Linked DNA regions of Gossypium hirsutum: regions 2 and 3 are each linked to region 1. The links are chromatin contacts, called in public Hi-C maps. All regions are on one chromosome and are shown on one strand. The core of a region is the stretch at or near the end of the contact, and the rest is flanking DNA. Distances in the headings are between cores, read along the strand shown. Region 1 holds the start of LOC121205796 (cytokinin riboside 5'-monophosphate phosphoribohydrolase LOG1). Region 2 holds the start of LOC121204902. Region 3 holds the start of LOC121205059 (BRISC and BRCA1-A complex member 2).

Region 1 (2,550 bases), core at 29-2,528:
ACTAACAAACCTGGTAAGGCAATAAAGGCATCAGCTTGACGAGCCATTTCAGCTTTACGTTGGTGCATTCCTGATACAGCTCTTACTTCTCCCACGGTCTCGCCTGTTATCTGAAATTAAACAATCCAAATTTTTATAAAAGGTTTTTGATAATCAACAGGAGACGCAAGTTCAATTAGTGTTGATTTTTACCTCTCTTGGCATCAGTGTCTTGGGAATTACCCTACAGGGAATTGAAAGAAAGGGGTTATAATTATAGTCCCTGGCCTGCAACTGAAACTTCAAACTGTAGAATAACAATATAATTTACCCCAACACGTGGCGGCCGCCATCAAAGACAGCTTGAGAGACGAGCCCCATCAAGCCAATGCTTCCTCCACCATAAACCAAGTCAATGTCCCTTTCAACCTGCACGTTTTATTTTATCCATTATTAAAACTTTACGTCTTTAATTCCCTGCAATTACTCCTTTACATACGGTAAACCACACTATTTTATTCGTTTCAGCTTTTCCACATTAATTTCCTCCTCTATTCCAAACCATCACGGAGCAAATCAGACGATGACTTTACAACTCATCAGCCGTAGATACATATAATCAAAACTCAAACTGCAAAACAAGTTTTCTCAAAGTAAAAGAGAAGAACCCAGAATTTATATGTACCAGTTGTTGGCCAAGTTGAATAGCAGCAAGCTGGTAGCTAGGATTCTTGCCAGGACTGCTACCACAGAAGACGCATACACGCTTGAATCTTGAATTGTGGTGATGATTTTCCATAATAGGAAAGGCTTCAAATAGTAATTCTGGTTCCTGTTTGCTCAGTGCAACAAGAGTCAGCAGCAAACTGTTGAGAAATCAAAGGCCAAAAGTACAGGGAGGAATGAAAGAAAATGGTGTGATGGTTTGCCATTTTATATATGAAATCACACTGAATGCCCCCCATTGCCCCACTATCCAACACATCACCTCCCTACGTCCCTGTCAAACTCTCTTCTCATCACAAACACTGTGCAGGCTCGGTTGAGCTATCATTTTATTCTCTTTGTAATTTCATCCCTCCCCTTTCCCTTGTTTTGTGGATTCAACTACGCCTTAATTCACGATAGTTTCTCACTGATTTAAATTAAAATGGCTCACTCGCACACTTATCTAAGATGATCAACTCCAACAACCAATAAACACTAGCTTATACTCCCCAAATCTATTTACTCCTTCATTCCCACTCTATATCATATATATATAAAATATCATTTTGCATGATGATCTATTCAATGTTTTAATTTAGGCATTAATATATCAAATGTAAAAAAAATAAATTATACTCTTTATCTTTTTCTGTTACACTATAATCCCCATCGTAGTTTTTTTTAAAAAAAAAAAGAGAAGATTTCATATTTTCTAATAAATATCATTATTATCTGTACAAATAATAAAATATTAGATTAATTTGATTTCACAAATTACTAGATACCAATTTAATTGAAAAAATTATCAAATCACCCCTAATTAAGAAAATACAATAATTTTTATCTTATTAAATTCAAAAAAGATATAACCAACAAATTTATTATGTAAAAAAAACAACATTCACATACCCATTATTATTTATGTAGTTTCTCATCATTATAAAAAGTCCATTTCCTTTTCTTTTTTTTAATAAAGGGAAATACTGTCATTTATGTATGATATATTATTTTCTTAAAGGCAATTTTTTTAGTGTGATAAATTTTAATATAAATTAATTGAATTAAAAAATATAGAGAGAATATAATTTGACAAGCTTTTAATTAAAATGATTGGATAAGACTAATGGAAGAAATTAGTCTTTAATTCGAAATATAGTGATTTAGAATAAAGTATTGACGTGACAACACTTTTATATAGGAATATGAAAGACAAAAAAGGGATTAAACAAAATCAGAGATAGCTCCACCACACTTTTTCTCATTTAAAAAAAAAATCAAAATCTTTAGCCGAGGATCTTGGCTTAAAACAACATGGTAATCAAACATTATCTTAGAATAAACAGTTTGAATTTTGGAATTTGGTCTCATTTGTTTCTGTGGGGTTGAATTAACCTTTGGAAATGAAAAAAAGAAAAACAATTTGTGCAGTGGGACAATAATTAATTGTTCAATAATTTCTGAGAGAGAGAAGTTTGTCCTCTGATAGTAAATGTCCCACAAGCTGGAGATTATATATAATCTGCCCATGTTAATTATGTAAGAAAAAACTAAATGTTTGACAATGAAAACAGGCTGCCTGCAAACTAAGAAAAATTGCAAAATTGATGATGAAGGTGGGAGGGAGATCTTGGAAATTGAGGATTGGAAATTGGAGAAAAAGAAATTATTAGATTTCATTTTTTTTAAAAAAAATTAGGAACAAGTCGAATTGTGGACACGTGATACCATGAATTCTAGTCTGTCCCACTAGGACAACTATATGATCAAAGAGGCCGAAAGGTATTAAGGAAGGTTCCAAGTGTACGTGCACATGTATTAACTCCTCGAAAATAAAATGACTTAAAAACAACTCTAAAAAAACGA
Region 2 (2,550 bases), core at 23-2,522, 480 kb before region 1:
GATTTCATACAAAATAAAACAATTATATTAATTACAATTAAAGTTAAACATCAATGATTATATTTTTCAAAAATTCTATGGTTGGAATTTAAAAGTAAAATATGCTTATCCCTGCCTCCAACGCAATAAAAAAGCTTTTAAAGATAACAAAAACAAAATTAGGGTTGAGAGGGTGATTGTTTATCATAATTATGCTGTAGAGATATTCAACGTTTCCTTTTCCATTTTGCAGATTTTAGCATGCAGTAGTAGTTGGATCTAGTTTCCCCTGGATTACAAGTTACAACATAATAATAAATGTTTTCATGCAAAACCTTTGTCCTCCACTTCATTTATCACTCAATCCTCTCATTTTCACCAGAAACTTTCATGCAACATTGACTGACTGTTTTATTGACAGTACTAGCTAGTAATACCTAGCTACCAGGTTTCCTCGAATCAGCTGTTAATGGTTACCATTCCCAAAACGAAGAAAACTTACTTTCTCCTTTATTCAAGGGAGACGTAGGAGCCGTCGGAGATTGTCGGTGGCTCCACAGTCGATTCCAGCGGCTCCAGGGTTGCAACTAAGCTTGGATTTTAGCGAAAACTTAGGCAAAGGCAAGCTGCTAGGTGGTGGAGACAGAGGAAAGATAGAACCTGAAAATTCGTCCAAATCCTTTTTGGCATCGTCACCTGCTGCTATGTATGATGATGGTAAAACAATAGGGAGATCATTCGGATCGGATCCTAAAGGGTTAGCGGGTGCCATTGCCATGTCAAAGGACGACTTACTTATGGCTTGTGTTTCTGTTGCCTGTTTTGGCTTTAAATGATTATCTTTCTTCGGCCGATCTTCTACTTTGCCTGCACTGATGATGAGTTGTTTTGATTTTGAGCTTTTTGGTGTTAAGGATTGGTCTCTGATTTTGTTGTTTTTGTTTTTATATGATGAAGAAGAAAGGCTTCGAGTTCGGCAAGGGAGAGACACGTGGAGAGGTTTAGTAGGCGTTGGAAGTGGGAGGAGAGGTGGTTGCAGCCGTGGCGGCAGCAGGTGGTGATTTTGATATAATAATATCGGGTTGAGAATGGAAGGTGAAGGAGGATAAGAGAAGGTGAGAGACGATGGTGGAGGAAACAAAAGGCCTCCGCCATGGATGGTGCATGTTGAAGCTAAGTATTCACTTTGTTTTGAAACAAAATTAACTCTAATGTTTCTCTTTGGAATGTTGTTTAATTGGTTGTAAGGAGACATGGAAAAATCATCCATAACATCGCCTTTAATTTGTTTAACTCTGTGTGCCTTATTTTATAGAAGCCCATAACCTTTGCACTTAACAATTTCTGTAATATTAGTATTTAATTATATCGTGTTTAAGTTAACATAACATTATTGGTTTACTTAACCTTCACATGTTTCAACTATTTTATTATATTCTCTATTTCTTTACATTTTTCTTTTACTATTTTTCTAATTTACCGACAAACGATTGCAAACACTGTTGCCTGGGCGGCAGCCGCCGATTCGATGTTGACCGATGGATCCTCTAATTTGATGTAGCCGTCATCACTTCCTCGGGGAGGTCTGGTTTGACCGGACAGGGAAAAGGATCTAAGCCATACACGTAGTCTGATTTGGTGGGACCACAGTTATTTTCTTTTTAGGATTAATTTAACTTTTTCGGTAAAAGTACACTATCAATTACTTAACTGACTCTAAAAATAAAACAGTTATTAAATTTTTAATTCAATCACTAAATTAAAAAAAAAAAAAACAAGACCTATCATTTTCCGTCTTTCTCTTTTCTCTCTCATCTCCATCTCCATCTCCCTACCACTGCTCTCTTATTCCTCTCTCTTTTCCCCCACCATCCCTCCCCCTTACTCCGATTCTCTCCCTCTACCCCTTTGTACCTCCCTCCTACTTCGACCCTCTCCCTCTCCCCCCACAGTCTCTTTTCCTTGCTTGCATCGACCAAATTGCTTCTAAATTATTTGCTACAAATTGTCAATTGAAATGCTCCCAAAATAGTTGCTGCCCACCGTTTATACCAGTTGCCATTTGATCCAATTTCAATCATCAAATAGACTAAATAGTTTACTAAAAAGCCTTCAATGTGCTTTAAATAAGCTGCTTCGTTGACCTGCTTGCTTGCTCTCTAATTCACTTTCGGTCGAACAAGTATTTGCTACCCATTGCACCGACCATTGCTTCAAAAAGCCTGCTGGTTAGCCAAATTTCTTCCACCGATCAGCCTTGATATAGTGGCTACTAATTACTGTTCCTTCTCACCGATTGCTCCAATTAATTGCTTCAAATTGATGTCGTAATTTCATCCAATTTGCTGCCCCAAATGCTTGAACTTGTTGCTAGATATTTCTTTTTTCCTGTAAGAAAAATTTAGGAGAGGGTTAGCAGAGGAAAAGGTACGGTGGGAGAGTGAAGGGGAGGGATGGTGAGGAAGAGGGAGAGGGATGAGAAAGCGGTGGAAGGGGGAAGGAGACGAGAGGGAGGGGGAGGGGGAGGGGGACAGAAAATGACAGCTCTCTATTACATCTGTAATAGAAAAT
Region 3 (2,550 bases), core at 35-2,534, 300 kb before region 1:
TGGATTACTGTTCAAGCAGGATACTACACTTGGTAAAGGTGTTGTTGGGTACGTTGATTCTGATTATGCCGGTGATTTGGACAAACGAAGATCAACCACTGGTTATGTGTTTACTCTTGCTGGAGGACCAATAAGTTGGAAGTCTACACTGCAGTCTACAGTTGCGTTGTCAACCACAGAAGCTGAATACATGGCTGTAACAGAGGCTGTAAAGGAAGCTATTTGGTTACAAGGTATGGTTAAAACCTTGGGATTGGTCCAGGAGCATATTAATGTGTATTGTGATAGTCAAAGTGCTATTCATTTAGCAAAGAATCAAGTCTATCATGCACGTACAAAGCATATCGATGTACGTTTCCACTTTGTGCGGGAAATTATTGATGAGGGGAAAATTCACCTTCAGAAGATTAAGACTGCAGATAATCCCGCAGATATGATGACCAAGGTGGTAACAACAATCAAGTTCGAACATTGTTTGAACTTGATCAATATTCTGCATGTTTAACAGTTGAAGAAGGCACTATCAAGTGTTGTTGACAAAGGCAGAGAGAATTGTGTGAAAATAAGATTACTCGAATCAAATCTTCAAGGTGGAGATTATTGGGAATTATCCATATTTATGGAAAATCAAAGATATGGGTATCAAATAATAGAAAGTCAAAGATATGGGTATCAAATATTGGAAAGTCAAAGATATGGGTATCGAGATATTAGCATAATAAAATCTGAATATTTGCAATATATGGTCCCTAATTGTAAAGTGACTTTGCAAGTTGATCCCTGAACCTCAACTATAAATAGGCATAACCATCTCTCATTTTGTATCTCAAACTTGCCATTCTCTACTTAAGGCATTGTTTTCTCTCTCTCTCTTTGTAAATTCTCACTTGTATTTTGGAGTGAAATATATTTGGTAGTGCCCGAGGACGTAGGCAAAATTTGCTGAACCTCGTTAAATTTTGTGTTCTTTATTGTATTATTCTGCATGAATTGTGTGTGATTGCAGTGATTTATTGTGCTATTAAATTACGATTGAGGGATATTCTGGCTAGGAAAGACCTGATACTTAAGCGATCCTTGTGATCCACCTCTCTTTCCTGGGAATTGAACTTAGTGTGATTTTTTAGTACAATAATTTTACTCTTTTACACGCTTCCGCACAACATACTATTTTGAGTAATGGAGTATAATTTAAATACTATTTATAAAAAAAAAAGAAACAGAAGTAGAATTTAAGAAAAATGAGTATAGTTTAAATATGATGCAAGCGAAATACAAACTTTCACCATAGTCGGGTAATACCGGGTCAGTGTGGCTGATAAGAGGATGCCCGTTGTCATCATATTCTTAAACTTATAACTTAAAAAGTACTGAAACATAAACGGTGGTGATTCACTGGTCACTCCCTTTTTTTTTTCTTTATTGGTCGACCAGTTGATTGCCGGCGCGTAATTCAAAACCCGTCGCCGTAAAATCATCGGCTTTAAGCTTCATCAAAGCAAGAAGCATCGAAGTGATCTCTTTGAGCCTGTTAAAGGAGCTAGGCATGTCTCTCGATGGCTTCCCTCCATTCATTTCAGCTCAGCTCCATTATCTCATCAATCACTTTCCCGACAAAATCAAGGTAATTCTGTCTAACCCTATACCCCCCCATATCTTCAAATTGCCCATTTCAATCAACGACATTAGTTCGATGAAGAGCTAGGGTTCCGTTTTAACAGTAACGAAAGTTTCAATTTCTCTTGTAATTTTGATTTGCAGGTTGAGCAAGTGTTGTCTGGTGGAAAAACCTACACCGGGGGCCTAGATCGATTTACATTGCTTATTCCATATTGCTTAGACTATATTAAATGTCTGTAAGATTTTTAATTGCAAAATGTAAGATTTATCAGTAAAACTGCTTTCTATTTAGATGATATTTTTGTTTACATTGATCCAGGGGATATTATATACAATGCGGAGTTCCCATTGGCTCCACCGGATATAATATTTGGACCTGAAGATGAAGATTTTCACCCATTACACATGACTGGCCGTGTAGGAGAGGGGGACTTGAAGTTTTGGAACATTTTGTCTGATTGGAACTATAAAGACCCGACAAGGCTACTAGCTTTAATTCAGGAATTGAGGTTAGGCTTGATGTTTACTGACACTTGCTATTGCAATGGAAATCAAAATCTTTTATGGTTGTGGGGGGAAAGATAGCCAAAATGTTCATGTTATTTTCTTGTTAAATAGGGACCGGTATATGGCCTACCAGAAGAAACGTGTTGGAGAAGTGGATGATGATAGGTTGACATTTGAGATTAGCACTATTTGTTCACGAGAGGTAATCTCTTGGCATTTGTGTTTGGTTTCTGATGGAGAATGTTTTGAAAATCCTGCTGTGTTGTTTTCTTAACCTGAATTGTGATTCTTTTATAGATATTAGTTGAGGTTAAAGTAACGAATGAGGAAATGTGCAAATTCAGAGACATTTCCTTTACCATTTTTCTCAATGTTTGTTTGTTTAATCACACGAAGTCTGTCCTTAAATGTTGACCATTTTCA

Evidence for each region. Hi-C and Micro-C count contacts between places; a contact is called where the count stands out from the background.
Region 2: a contact with region 1 is called in a Hi-C map of leaf, with 1.7 times the contacts expected there. The contact joins the promoter of LOC121204902 here to the promoter of LOC121205796 in region 1. A contact is called at or near these places in 2 of 34 Hi-C or Micro-C datasets (both in leaf).
Region 3: a Hi-C map of leaf shows a contact between it and region 1, with 2.0 times the contacts expected there. The contact joins the promoter of LOC121205059 here to the promoter of LOC121205796 in region 1. A contact is called at or near these places in 2 of 34 Hi-C or Micro-C datasets (both in leaf).

Annotation. Positions count from the first base shown.
Region 1 is chrA01:22,195,676-22,198,225 of Gossypium_hirsutum_v2.1, forward strand. LOC121205796 (cytokinin riboside 5'-monophosphate phosphoribohydrolase LOG1) reads right to left here and starts at 1,279. Exons shown (of 7, transcript XM_041076073.1): 1 at 665-1,279; 2 at 311-408; 3 at 193-223; 4 at 11-110. The coding sequence starts at 778.
Region 2 is chrA01:21,714,413-21,716,962 of Gossypium_hirsutum_v2.1, forward strand. It overlaps LOC121204902, which reads right to left and starts at 1,273. Exons shown (of 2, transcript XM_041075712.1): 1 at 482-1,273. The coding sequence starts at 1,249. The coding sequence ends at 494.
Region 3 is chrA01:21,899,136-21,901,685 of Gossypium_hirsutum_v2.1, forward strand. LOC121205059 (BRISC and BRCA1-A complex member 2) reads left to right here and starts at 1,285. Exons shown (of 13, transcript XM_041075994.1): 1 at 1,285-1,624; 2 at 1,762-1,852; 3 at 1,940-2,129; 4 at 2,239-2,329. The coding sequence starts at 1,547.